Regions from separate parts of the Mus musculus genome. Here region 1 is linked to region 2. A link is a contact called in public ChIA-PET data. All regions are on one chromosome and are shown on one strand. The core of a region is the stretch at or near the end of the contact, and the rest is flanking DNA. Distances in the headings are between cores, read along the strand shown.

What was found. ChIA-PET counts read pairs in DNA pulled down with a chosen protein or histone mark.
Region 1: a contact with region 2 is called in an RNA polymerase II ChIA-PET map of effector CD8 T cells, with 7 times the contacts expected there. The contact joins two enhancer-like sites. A contact is called at or near these places in 2 of 15 datasets of contacts at CTCF or cohesin (CD8 T cells and pro-B cells), 4 of 484 Hi-C or Micro-C datasets (the HPC-7 cell line, embryonic fibroblasts and natural killer cells) and 6 of 115 datasets of contacts at active chromatin or transcription factors (CD8 T cells, T-cell acute lymphoblastic leukemia, Th17 cells and 3 more).

The regions. Positions count from the first base shown.
Region 1 is chr4:11,911,804-11,917,678 of GRCm38.p6, forward strand. No RefSeq gene overlaps it. Among named protein-coding and RNA genes, the nearest start is that of Pdp1, 52 kb to the right of the region's middle. Within about 2 kb of position 2,993, at least 138 of the 459 cell types and tissues checked have an H3K27ac peak or open chromatin away from gene starts, as enhancers often do. A contact at or near this core is called in CD8 T cells, Th17 cells, effector CD8 T cells and 3 more, where this site is marked.
Region 2 is chr4:11,719,918-11,725,943 of GRCm38.p6, forward strand. No RefSeq gene overlaps it. Among named protein-coding and RNA genes, the nearest start is that of Gem, 18 kb to the left of the region's middle. Within about 2 kb of position 1,629, at least 100 of the 459 cell types and tissues checked have an H3K27ac peak or open chromatin away from gene starts, as enhancers often do. A contact at or near this core is called in CD8 T cells, Th17 cells, effector CD8 T cells and 3 more, where this site is marked.

The sequences.
Region 1 (5,875 bases), core at 1,743-4,242, 190 kb after region 2:
GGATTTCCTCAGGTTCTGTTGTTATGTCTCCCTTTTCATTTTTGATTTTGTTAATTAGGATACTGTCCCTGTGCCCTCTAGTTAGTCTGGCTAAGGGTTTATCTATCATGTTGATTTTCTCAAAGAACCAGCTCCTGGTTTGGTTGATTCTTTGAATAGTTCTTTTTGTTTCCACTTGGTTGATTTCACCCCTGAGTTTGATTATTTCTGCCATCTACTCCTCTTGGGTGAATTTGCTTCCTTTTGTTCTAGAGCTTCTAGGTGTGCTGTCAGGCTGCTAGTGTATGCTCTCTCTAGTTTCTTTTTTGAGGCACTCAGGGCTCTGAGTTTTCCTCTTAGGACTACCTTCATTGTGTCCCATAAGTTTGGGTATGTTGTGGCTTCATTTTCATTAAACTCTAAAAAGTCTTTAATTTCTTTCTTTATTTCATCCTTGACCAAGGAATAATTGAGTAGAGTGTTGTTCAGTTTCCACATGAATGTTGGCTTTCTATTTTTTATTTTGTTATTCAAGATCAGCCTTAGTCCGTGGTGATCAGATAGAATGCATGGGATAATTTCCATATTTTTGTATTTGTTGAGGCCTGTTTTGTGACCAATTATATGGTCAATTTTGGAGGAGGTACCATATGGTGCTGAGAAGAAGGTATATCCTTTTGTTTTAGGATAAAATGTTCTGTAGATATCAATTAAATCCATTTGTTTCATAACTCCTGTTAGTGTCCGTGTGTCTCTGTTTAGTTTCTGTTTCCAGGATCTGTCCATTGATGAAAGTGGTGTGTTGAAGTCTCCCACTATTATTGTGTGAGGTGCAATGTGTGCTTTGAGCTTTACTAAAGATTCTTTAATGAATGTGGCTGCCCTTGTATTTGCAGCATAGATATTCAGAATTGAGATTTCATCTTGGTAGATTTTACCTTTGATGAATATGAAGTGCCCCTCCTTGTCTTTTTTTTTTTTTTTTTGATAACTTTGGGTTGGAAATCAATTTTATTTGATATTAGAATGGCTACTCCAGCTTGTTTCTTCAGACCATTTGCTTGGAAAATTGTTTTCCAGTCTTTCACTCTGAAGTAGTGTCTTTCCTTTTCCCTGAGGTGGGTTTCCTGTAAGCAACAAAATGTTGGGTCCTGTTTGTGTAGCCAGTCTATTAGCCTATGTCTTTTTATTGGGGAATTGAGTCCTCAATGGCCCTTTCCTAAAAGGTCCATCTGCTCTGTTCCCATCAGGCAGTTGAAGCTGCTGAGGGTTTTCTTAATCTCTTCCTTCCCAGGAAACCGAGCTGAGCAACAGAGCTGAGCGGCTTCCCAGGAATCCTGCAGACAGAGCTGCATGAAAGTGCTGAGAGAGGAAGCCTGCCTGTGAGCTCTTGGATGTCAGTGGCTGCCTTCTGGGGTCCTGAGCCTTCTATTCCCTGTAGGTCTGAATGTACGGGAGGCACTGCACATTTCTATTGTATATTTCCCACTGGAAAATTAAAAAAGAAAATCACAGCAAACATGAGCTAGGTGTATCTTTCAAACCAGGGAAGCGGCTGACATCCAGTCCTTGTCTGTGGCTAGTCCAGAGAGATGGTGAGAGTGTGGTGTTCTTCTGAGTCCCTAAGTCCCTGAGTTCTAAGGTGCTTAGAGTCAGGTCTGGCTCTCAGTCAGCCAGTTACTTTCCTACTGGTGTAGACAATGCCTCTACTCTCTGCCCCCGTGGTAGAAGCCAAATCTCCAGCCTTGAGCTAACACTAAGAAAGAAAGAAAGAAAGAAAGAAAGAAAGAAAGAAAGAAAGAAAGGAAGGAAGGAAGGAAGGAAGGAAGGAAGGAAGGAGAGAGAGAGAGAGAGAGAGAGAGAGAGAGAGAGAGAGAGAGAGAGAAGAAAGAAACCAAGCAAGCTACATGGACTTATGTCCTGCTGAGGTAACTGCTAATAGCTAATAGGTGGGTAGCTCACAGACTGTGGAGATGCTAGATAAAGATGATTGACATTCCAAGAGGATTGGAAAGGAATGGCTTGATAGTGCATCATACTCCTCAGAACAGTACACAGCTTAAAACGCCTGAAATTGTTTATTTCTGGAATTTTCCATTCAATATTTTTAAACTACAGTAAACTATGGTCAGCTGAATTGATTGCAAGTTAAACCACAGATGAAAAGGCTCATTAAGCACCTCATCTCATTTTTCAAAACAGTTAACCCTTCCTTGTCTGGTACATCTTTTGCAAGTGAAGAAACTGAGGCACAGAGGACTATGCATAAAATCTTCAGTGAGTATGGACTGGTTTTCAGATATTGCCATATAATGCCAAGTGGCTGAAGAGCTTGTAGCCGAATTGCTTTCATGGTACATTGTTGCTGACAGGACCTGCTTTTCTTGAGGTATTATTAGCTTTTGTTCATTCACCTATGCATTTAGTCAGCCAGTGGGAAAGCTTTGCCAGTGTGTGAAATGAATAGGGTCTTAGGTACCTCGTTCCTGTCCTCCTGTTGCTTTAACCTCCCTATCCTTCCAAGATAGAGGAGCTGTCTGCCCTCTCACAAGAAGCCACGGCTCTGCCTCCAGCTCTGGGATGATTCTATAAAGCCGTGGTTGGTTTCTCATTGTGCCAGGAGCAAGGTCATAAAGTATCTAGGTGATGCTTTTCTTTGAATCTGAGAACAAAATCATTTTCTTTGTTAGAGAAAATGTCAGTTTTGAAGAGATGAGATCATTTATAAATGGGACGAATTTCCTGTGCCTTCCAGAGTGGGCACCCCCTAAGGTCTGGCCTCTGGTGCTGCGTGACACAGAGCAGTGAACCAGTGGTGGAAGGGGGTTTGGTTGAGCCCTGGACTGCGTCAGCGCCTCTCTGAGATCTACCCACATCATGGTGCGTCAGCTGCCCACGAGTTACTTAGGCTGAGGACGTATTTCTCTGACCTCCTTTACCGGATTGTGCGTGGCCTGTGTATAGATTTGATTGGTGCGTGTTGGACGGCATTGATTCCTGCCTGCCGCTGCAGGAAGCTAAGTGCTCTGCGCAGACGCCCTCTGCCTGCTGCAGTCAAAGGGGTTAGCAGCCACCCAGCCCCATCTGTTGACTACTTCAGGCAACTGTCATTGCCTCTCGGGGGGGGGCCCTAGGTTCAGAGGCTCTGACTCCTTTAGCTTTGTGACTGCGACATTAATTCAGAAATAAATTATGCATGACTAATCCCTGCATTGTAGACATTGTAATTTCGGCTCTGTCTTTAATATGCAGAAAGGAAATAATGGATACCTTTATTTCTTATTCATGTCAAAGAGGTGGACTGTTTGTGGCTCAGATAAGAAAACAGCCATTACTCATCACCTCTTCTGAGGACAATTAAACCTCTTTGGGAGTCATGTTTCTGTCCTTCCTCGCTTTACCCACCTTCACCTTTGGGGGTCCCCCATTCATCCTCAGCCGCTGTGGTGGTCGGATCCTCCTTCTCTAGTATATCCACTACAGCACCAAAACATTTGCTTTATTGCTTAGTAAGGTGTTTTGTTTTGTTTTTTTCTTCCTTGTAATTCTCCCAGAAAATTATCCTGGCTTTTGCTTTGCACGTGAGACTTCAAACCAATCAAATGCTTTGATGAACCAATGAACAGCCTTAACTTCTGCTTTTATATAGTAAACAGGTACCAAGGATGAAGATGGAATTTTTCTTAACTTGCTTTTAGGTCAAACTTAACCTTGATAGATTGGATTGACAGATATAAGGTGAATAACATAACAAGAAATTCTTGGCCTGTTTCCAGATCACTACCACCCCATGGGACTTAATAACACTATTTGTTTTCTTCTGGAAGTCATTGAGCCTGAGCCATCTTAGAAGGCATCCCTTCTTAGATATCAGCAAGTCTGTGTTCCAAAATAGACTAACCAGACCTTCACTCACACATTTGCACTTTTTCCGAATATAGATTTGGACCACCCAAAATCAGAGGATCTATGAGATTTTAATAATACCTCTAAGCATTATTGAGAGATGATCTCCATTGATTCCCAGGCAGGCTTGTTATACATTAATAGCTGTAAGCATAGGCAGATGAGTTATGGTGACTGTGGAGAGGCTCCATGTTGGATTTCTTGACTAGTCTGACTGATTACACTGACCTAATCTCTACCCCAGATACATCTTCCATGCCCATGGGATTTGATCTACTTGTTTCTTTCAAAACATGGCTATTGACTCATGCCTGAATACAGAACTACCTTACATGAGGTGGCTTGGCTTGGGGAAAAGGGCACAGTCTTTGAAGTTGGGTTCACAGGGATTTGAATTCCAAGGCACTTTCTGGTATGAAACCCATGGTGAAGGAGTCAGTCACTTGTTTGGTCCCTTGTTTCCTTAGCTGCAAAATAGAAAATTCAATGCCAATTGCTGGAGATGACTGGGAAGGCTTAATGACTTTAGGTACACCCTGTGCTTGATTCATGCACCCAGTACTTTTGTGTCTATTTCTTATTGCACATAAGAACATCACTCTATTAACCAGGTTCAAAAAGGTAACATGATGTACATACCATGCCAATGATATGAGAAATAATTCAGGAAGTTATTTTACTAACCACATTTAAGTTCTATGCATTGATAGGAATATTTCCTAATAGATATGACAGAATGGGAAAGAAGGCACTTCCGTTGTTTGAAAAGATTAACCTCTCTTTTTTGTGGTATAATTGCATGTGTCTGGCCTTGCTCTATGTTATATCTCTATGATATTTTCTCCTCAGACTTGCCATCATTTACTGGGTGCTTACTATGGTTGTCACTAGATACTATTCATCCATAACACTAATCCTATAGAGAGGACATTATGCTACAAATAAAAGCCCAGAGAAATGAAGGCTTTGATAGTCCTTCATAGGTCTGGCTGACAGTAAGACCCCCGCATGATTTCAGTGGATGTGTGCCTGTATTTATGTTTCTTCCCAATGGAACTGGTCTCATACCTTCCACTGATTTCTGGTTATAAGTGCTTTCCCCAACAAACATGTATTGTTCATGACCAACAATGGAGTCTGGGCTTATTTCTATTTCACAGGGCACTGGACCAGCTTGGCCAGGCTTGGTCTTCACTCATGTTGGTCTACTTTTTGCCCAATCTTATGAGGGCATTTTCTTAAATGAGGTTCCCTCCTTTCAGATGACTCTAGCTTGTGTCAAGTTGACATAAAACCAGCCAACACAGTGTCCTTTATCTTTACATTCTACTAATCAAAGCAAATCATGGGGTCTGCCTAGACATAAAAGATCCCATCTCTTGGGGTGATGAGTCCTTAAATCATCAGGAGGGAAATCTGGTGGCCTTCTTTGCAGTGATTTCCCACGTGCTCTTAAAACTATTCCTTCCATTATACAACACATCAACCTCTTCTCCATAAACTAAGGACAGTTATAGGTGGTTACTCAATGTCTGTCATTTGCTCAACACCTTCTACAGTTGACATTACAAGCTACTGGGATAAGAATCTGATGATCATTAATAACTATATATGGGATTAATTAATAATTGAATCAAGAGTAGATGATCATACTACATAGTCCAAGCACACAGCACATAGTAAAACAAGTTAGCACCCATGTAAAATTTCAATTCTATGTATGTGGTGGGAGTGTGTATCCACAGAAGGGCAGGGGCTTGTGGAGGCCAGAGGGATTACCTCCTGGAACTGGAGTTTCAGGTGGATGAGAGATGCCCAACTTGGGTGCTGAGACTCAAACTGTGGTCCTTTGCAGAAACAGTGTATTCTCTTAATTGCCAAGTCACCTGTCCAGCCATTTTCCATTAAACAAAACAAAACAAAACAAAACAAAACAAAACAAAACAAAACAAAACAAAACCCCTAGGATATAATTTGAAACAAGGTCTCA
Region 2 (6,026 bases), core at 379-2,878:
GCAGTCAGCTTAAGCCTTCAGCTTTAATTTGTCTAAAAAGCCACAATCAGACATATTTGAAAGTAGTTATTTCTTTCTCTGTAAACACTAGACCAGTCAAAGCAATGAGGTAGGAGTGGAAATCCTAGTTAAAAGAATCCAAAGGCAACTGCCTTCTGTGTTTCATCTACTTGATTATAAGATGGAGCGGGTGGCCTGCCATAATGTGTTTCAATATTTGGAAACAGCTTGTGAGGATCTTGGATTTGAGGAGGAACAACTGGGAAAATGGAGTCCTCAGTTGGGTTGGAAAAATAAGAATAAGTGAAACCAGGGCCTCCAGATGTCTTTGGACAAGGACTGCAAACATCCAAGAATAGAGAGACAAGGAGGCAGGCGGCCGACATGGGCCCCACTGCCATTGCAAGGGGTGCTCTGAGAGGCATATGCTAGCTGTCATGTGTGAATTATCCGAGTCATTGCCAACAGACTTTGTTGATGAGGATGGGAGCGGCTAATGTTTATTTTGGGCCCTGTCACATGGCAGCACATGTGGATCTCTTGACTCCAAAGATGATTCGCACTTAGAGATTGAGAGGACCTTGGCTGTGGGTCCGCTGCTCCTTTTTATACAGAAAACTATCCTGAATTTGACACTGAGTGGTACTTGCTACAGGTAAAACCCTGAGCTATAGGTCTCAGATAATCGCTGAGGTGATAAGGGTATACCGCCATATCACCTGGGTATTCACACCGCAGGCAGGTGTGCTCTTTGGTAACCTTCTTACATATATGACATTCTCTAGACCACTCTTCCTAGCACATGTCTAACAAAACTCACTTGTCCCAGGTTTCTGGCTTCTGTCAGGTGAAAGGATTATGTTAGAGAATCTGAGAAGGGGTTTGTTTTATATCCAGAGAACACTGGGCTCAGAGTAGGAAGTCTTAGATCCTGGCCCTGGTTTTGCTAGCTATGAATGGACTCTTAAACCCTCTCAACACAAAAGAACAAGGGTTTAAGACTCCAGAGGGTTTTTAAGATGACAGACTGGGATAAGGGATAAAGAGTGGGTATCTTGGTCCCTACAGGATCATTAACGTGCTGTGCGCATGAGCTGGCCCTGAGCTTGTCTGCACTTCAGTTACTTTGATGATGTTTAAGGGAGATTCCAGGCACCCCAGTTGCATGGGGGGGGGGGGAGACCTTTGGGTTTTGTGGTTCTCTTGATGTCCACCTTCAGCTTACCTAGCACCGTTCAGCATAGAGACCAACACTTTTCTGTTTTTTTTTTTTTTTTTTTTTTTTTGCTTACATTGCACCGGCCTTGATCACTGTTCTTCAGAATATTTAAAGTGAGTTAGAAACATTAGCTGTTGGGACAGTGCCAGTGCCATCTCTTCTGGCAGCTGAGGGAGGGAACTCTTAATTTGATTTCCTTTGTTATGCCTTTGAGAGCCTCTGTACAGACTGTCAATTAGCACTCTATTTTTGGTGATGCAGATAAAGATCTTTGACTGATTACAAACCCCAGTTTGAGGGTGAACTGGTTCATTCCCCTGCTTGTGAGAAGAACAGTTCTCCACACCATACACAAATGGGCCCCGGGGGCCTCGAAGGTGTTTCTGGTCAAAACTGTGAGTAAGGCAAGATGTTTGCCACAGAAGCGGAAGCAGGCTGACTGACATGGTCAGGAAAGATAGCTGAAAGGGGAAGGTGCTAAAATGCAGCTGCATCCTGGCTGTAAGGAGTACCTTCCACGTTCTTGTTTTCTTGTGTGTGTGTGTGTGTGTGTGTGTGTGTGTGTGTGTGTGTGTTTGTGCCCATGTGCTTTGATATGAAGTATCTTCCTTAATCATCCTCCACCCTCTTTTGAGACAGTGTCTCACTGAACTTGAACCTGAGCAGCCAGCCAGTGACACCTAGGACGTCCCTCTTTCTGCTTACCCCACAAGCTGAGGTTGCAGACATGTGCTTTCTTGGAAAGGGTGGGTGCTAGAGATCCAAACACAGACCTACGTGGTTTTTTGGCAAGCACTTCACTGACTGAACCATCTGCCTAGCCTGTTTTAGCCTCCTTCAACCAGATTATTACATCTTAATGAAGAAATTAACTACATACATTGAATAAGTTCTCTATTCTTTATACTTCTGTTCTCTGGATTTCCCAGAGAACACACTCCTTGGCCAAAGATGTTCCCCCCAACCCCCGCAACTGAGAACAGGTTGAAAAATTCAAGAAGCCTCTAGGAAGTCCTGAGATGGTGATGTAGTCTGTGCACTGCACGGGAACAAGATGGCGGCTAGCCATACTGCAGGCTAGCAGCCTCCACCTCCTGGGAGCATGAGTAGGGGCAGTATTGACAAAGGCCTCTTGTCTATAATCTTGTGCCTATGCTTCTGAACTTCCAAGAGAAGGATAGCCTTAATCCCTGCATCACCCAGGAGTACCTCGTAGGTGCCCGTGGTGTTGGAGAGTGAGTGCCAGGCCTCATATACTGACGGGTTCCACCCCTGAGCTGCACTTCCGCTCTGCTCTTGGTTGCCTGAGGTGGACACAGAAACCTTTCCCGCTACGGCTGGTTCTTGAGCTTTCCTCCAGTTCCCCCCCCCCCACACACACACACTTCACAGAGGCCGCCATCTTCCTGTCGTGACTATCCCATCGGTCTTCTCTCCAGCACAAGCCTTACTCTACTGAGCTCAGGATCCCTGAAGGTTCAGGTGCGGTGTCACACGTCAGATTTTCTAAGAGTGTGTTCTCAGGCCATTTGCTCTCAGCTCATGTCAATTTCAACGAAAGAGGAGTCTGTGGTCAACTATGTACTGGGTTTGAATCCAGGGTCCCGTGCATGCTTGGCAACCACTCTGCCACTGACTTGTGAGTGCTTATAGCTGGGATGGAAATATAGTAGCAGGGGAGCAGAAGGAGTGGGAGGAAAGAGAGCAGGGGATGGATTTGATCAACATCCTCTGTGTGCTTGTATAACAAACACTCTCAAACAAACAGTAGCAAATATATTCAAGATGTGCCTGAAGTGACAGTTACCACTCTAAGAGCACAGTTCTTCACCTTAGGTATGTTCAGGGCCCTGCAGACATTACACCATCCGTATCCAGTTTCTGTCATCCAGCCTGTACCAGGGTTAGAATGCCGTTTGCAGCCTGGGAAACCTCCATCCCACTTCTGGCATCTATGAGTTTTAGCGCTTCAGGCAGCTCACCTGAGTGGATAGCTAGCTGCCTCCTCGCCCTGTGACTTTTTTTAATTTTTAGAGAGTCTAGCCATGGGGTTCAGTCTTTCCTTAACCCCCTTCCCTCTTCCCTTAGCCTCCAAATCCTGGGATAATGTGTGTAGCACCACATCCCGCTGGTCCATAATTTCTTTCATATAATGTCTTTAAGATTCATCCAGGTTGGGACATGCATCAGATCTCTTCCTGCTCCTTCCTCTTGATCCCTTTATTTTGTTTGTTTATTTTTGCTATTGTAAATAAATTACACATTTCTTTCTTCCCGTCCCTTCTTCCAAACTCTCCCATATGCCCTTCCCCATTTTCCTTCAGATTTATGGTAATTTTTCATTCCTTGCCATTGCATGCATGTATGCATTATATACACATTCTCCTAAGTATGACCTGTTGAGTCCATATAGTGTTACTTGTATGTGTGCTTTCAGGGATGATTTTGTTTTTTTAATAGTGAGTGGCTATCAGTGTGCTCTCCCCTGGGAGGACCACCTCTCTTGTTCCCAGCTTTCCTCCGTTTCCTGTCGGTCTTTGTGTAGGGTTGAGGCCTTGTGGGGTTTTCCTCCATCGATTTGGCATGCTCACTGGTGTGATCCTTGTTCAGCTCACATTTGGGCAGTCATGTTGGTGAGATTTTACGGTTATAACTTCTGATGTTACTAGAAGACACAATCTCACAGGCTCTTACAGTCTTTCCTCCCCTTCTGCAGCAATGTTCCCTGAGCCTTAAGTGGGGAAGTATTTTGTAGACGTATACATTGGGACTGGGCTCCACAATGATGCATTTTTATTGGTTGACATTTCTGCCTGTTGCAAAAAGAAGTGTCCTTGATGAGGGGTGAAGACTACACTTGCCTGTGAGTATAAGGACAAAGGCTTATTGATCATTGTTAGGAATTAGGCTGGTTTAGTAAATTAGTGGTTGTAAATTCTCCTCTAATAACCATAACTTCACTAGCACTAATTAGTTAGCTAGGTTTCAAGTACCAGGTATTCTCTCTCTCTCTCTCTCTCTCTCTCTCTCTCTCTCTCTCTCTCTCTCTCTCTCTGTTGCTCCAAGACAGGGTTTCTCTGTGTAGTTCTGGCTGTCCTGGAATTCACTCTGTAGATCAGGCCAATCTTGAACTCAGAAATCTGCTTGCCTCTGACTCCCAAGTGCTGGGATTAAAGGTGTGTGCCACCACTGTCCTACCTGCTATCTCTCTTGTTGGTTGGTCTTGAGTCCAGTTAGAGAGATGTTGGTTGTCATCAATGTATGTGTGCCACTGCCGAACCCCTAGGGCTATCATGCCATGCTGGTTGTTGATGTGTTCATGGGTTGGTTGGCTCTCTCCTTTGGAAGCTTGTGTGGTGCCTTCTAGTACTATGAAAACTAGTCCTCAGGGAGGGGGCATTGAGGTCAGCTCCAGCTCAGGGTCCCCTGGGTTCTGTTTCTCAAGTGCATGGTGTCTTCACCAATAGAGACTTACCTCCCACCTCTGGAGTGTAACCAAGGGCAATAGCAATAAGATGTATGTCTTGGGACTTTCTTAACCAGCTTTAGCCAACAACTCAAAAGAGAGCCTCTTATGTCTGGCACTGGGGTTTTTTGATAGGTGGTCTTTGGCTCTTAGATGGATCACTGTCAGTCCAGATGATTGTGCGTGCTCTTTCTCTCTAAACTTGTACACTTTGTCTCTCTTCACTGGTAATGGATTCTCAGGCGTCTTCCTGTTTGGGACTATTTGAATAGTGTGCTGAGGACATGGGTGTAAAATACCTGCTTGTACTCTCACTTTCAATTTCTGTTTATTTTCGTGGTATTCATGGTTGAACACAGAGTCTCAGGCATGCTAGACAAGTTCTCTACCACTGAGCAATATCCTAGGCCTCTAACTTCAACTCTTTTGAGCATATTCTAAAAAATGGTAAGTGTTTTTTGATTTTTTTTGAGGAACTAGCATCTGCTTTCCTCCGTGGCTGCACCATTCACATTCCCACCACGTGTAGAAGGGATATAACTTCTCATCTGTTGACCAACACTTCCTGGTTTCTACTTGAAATATTTAATAACCATTTCTACAGACGGTGTAGTGGTATCTCACTCTGGTTGTTTTTCTTTTTTTCATTAAAAGTTTTGTATACTATATTTTATTCTTTCCCCTTCTCCAGTTGTCCTGTGTCCTCCTTACCTCTCTTCTCATCCAATTTCATGTTAGCTCCTTGTCCTTCTCAAAAAGAAAAAAAAATCAAAACAAAGAAACAGCCAGTAAGACAAAGAGATACCAAAACAATACAATAGCACATTAAAAGAGAAAGCAAAATAACCCCCCTAAATCCTCCAAAGCATGGATTCTGGTTGTTGGGCATGTCCCGGAGTGTGGCTGATACCCTCAGTGATATCCCATTGAAGGAAGCAAACTTTCTCTTTCCCAGCAGGTATGAATTGCAAATAGTTTCTTGGTTAAAGTTGGGACTTTGTGTTCACTTCCCCTTCTCAGTGCTGGGATTGTGTTTGGTTAGAAACTTTGGCCGTCTTGTGCATGTTGTCACAGTCTCTGTGATCACATGTGGACCTGCCCTGTTATGTCTCGATGATGCTATTCTTTGAAGTCATATGACATTCTGGCTATTAGAATTTTTCTACCTCCTCATATGCATGGATCCTTGAGCCTTGAGGGGAAGGGATTGATGGAGACATCCCATTTATGGCTGACTGACCCAAATCAATTACCTTTTGCACATTGTTGAGTTGTAAGGTTCATTCCGTGTCAATTCCCATTTTCTACAAGAATAAGCTTCTTTCATGTGGGTTGAGCAAG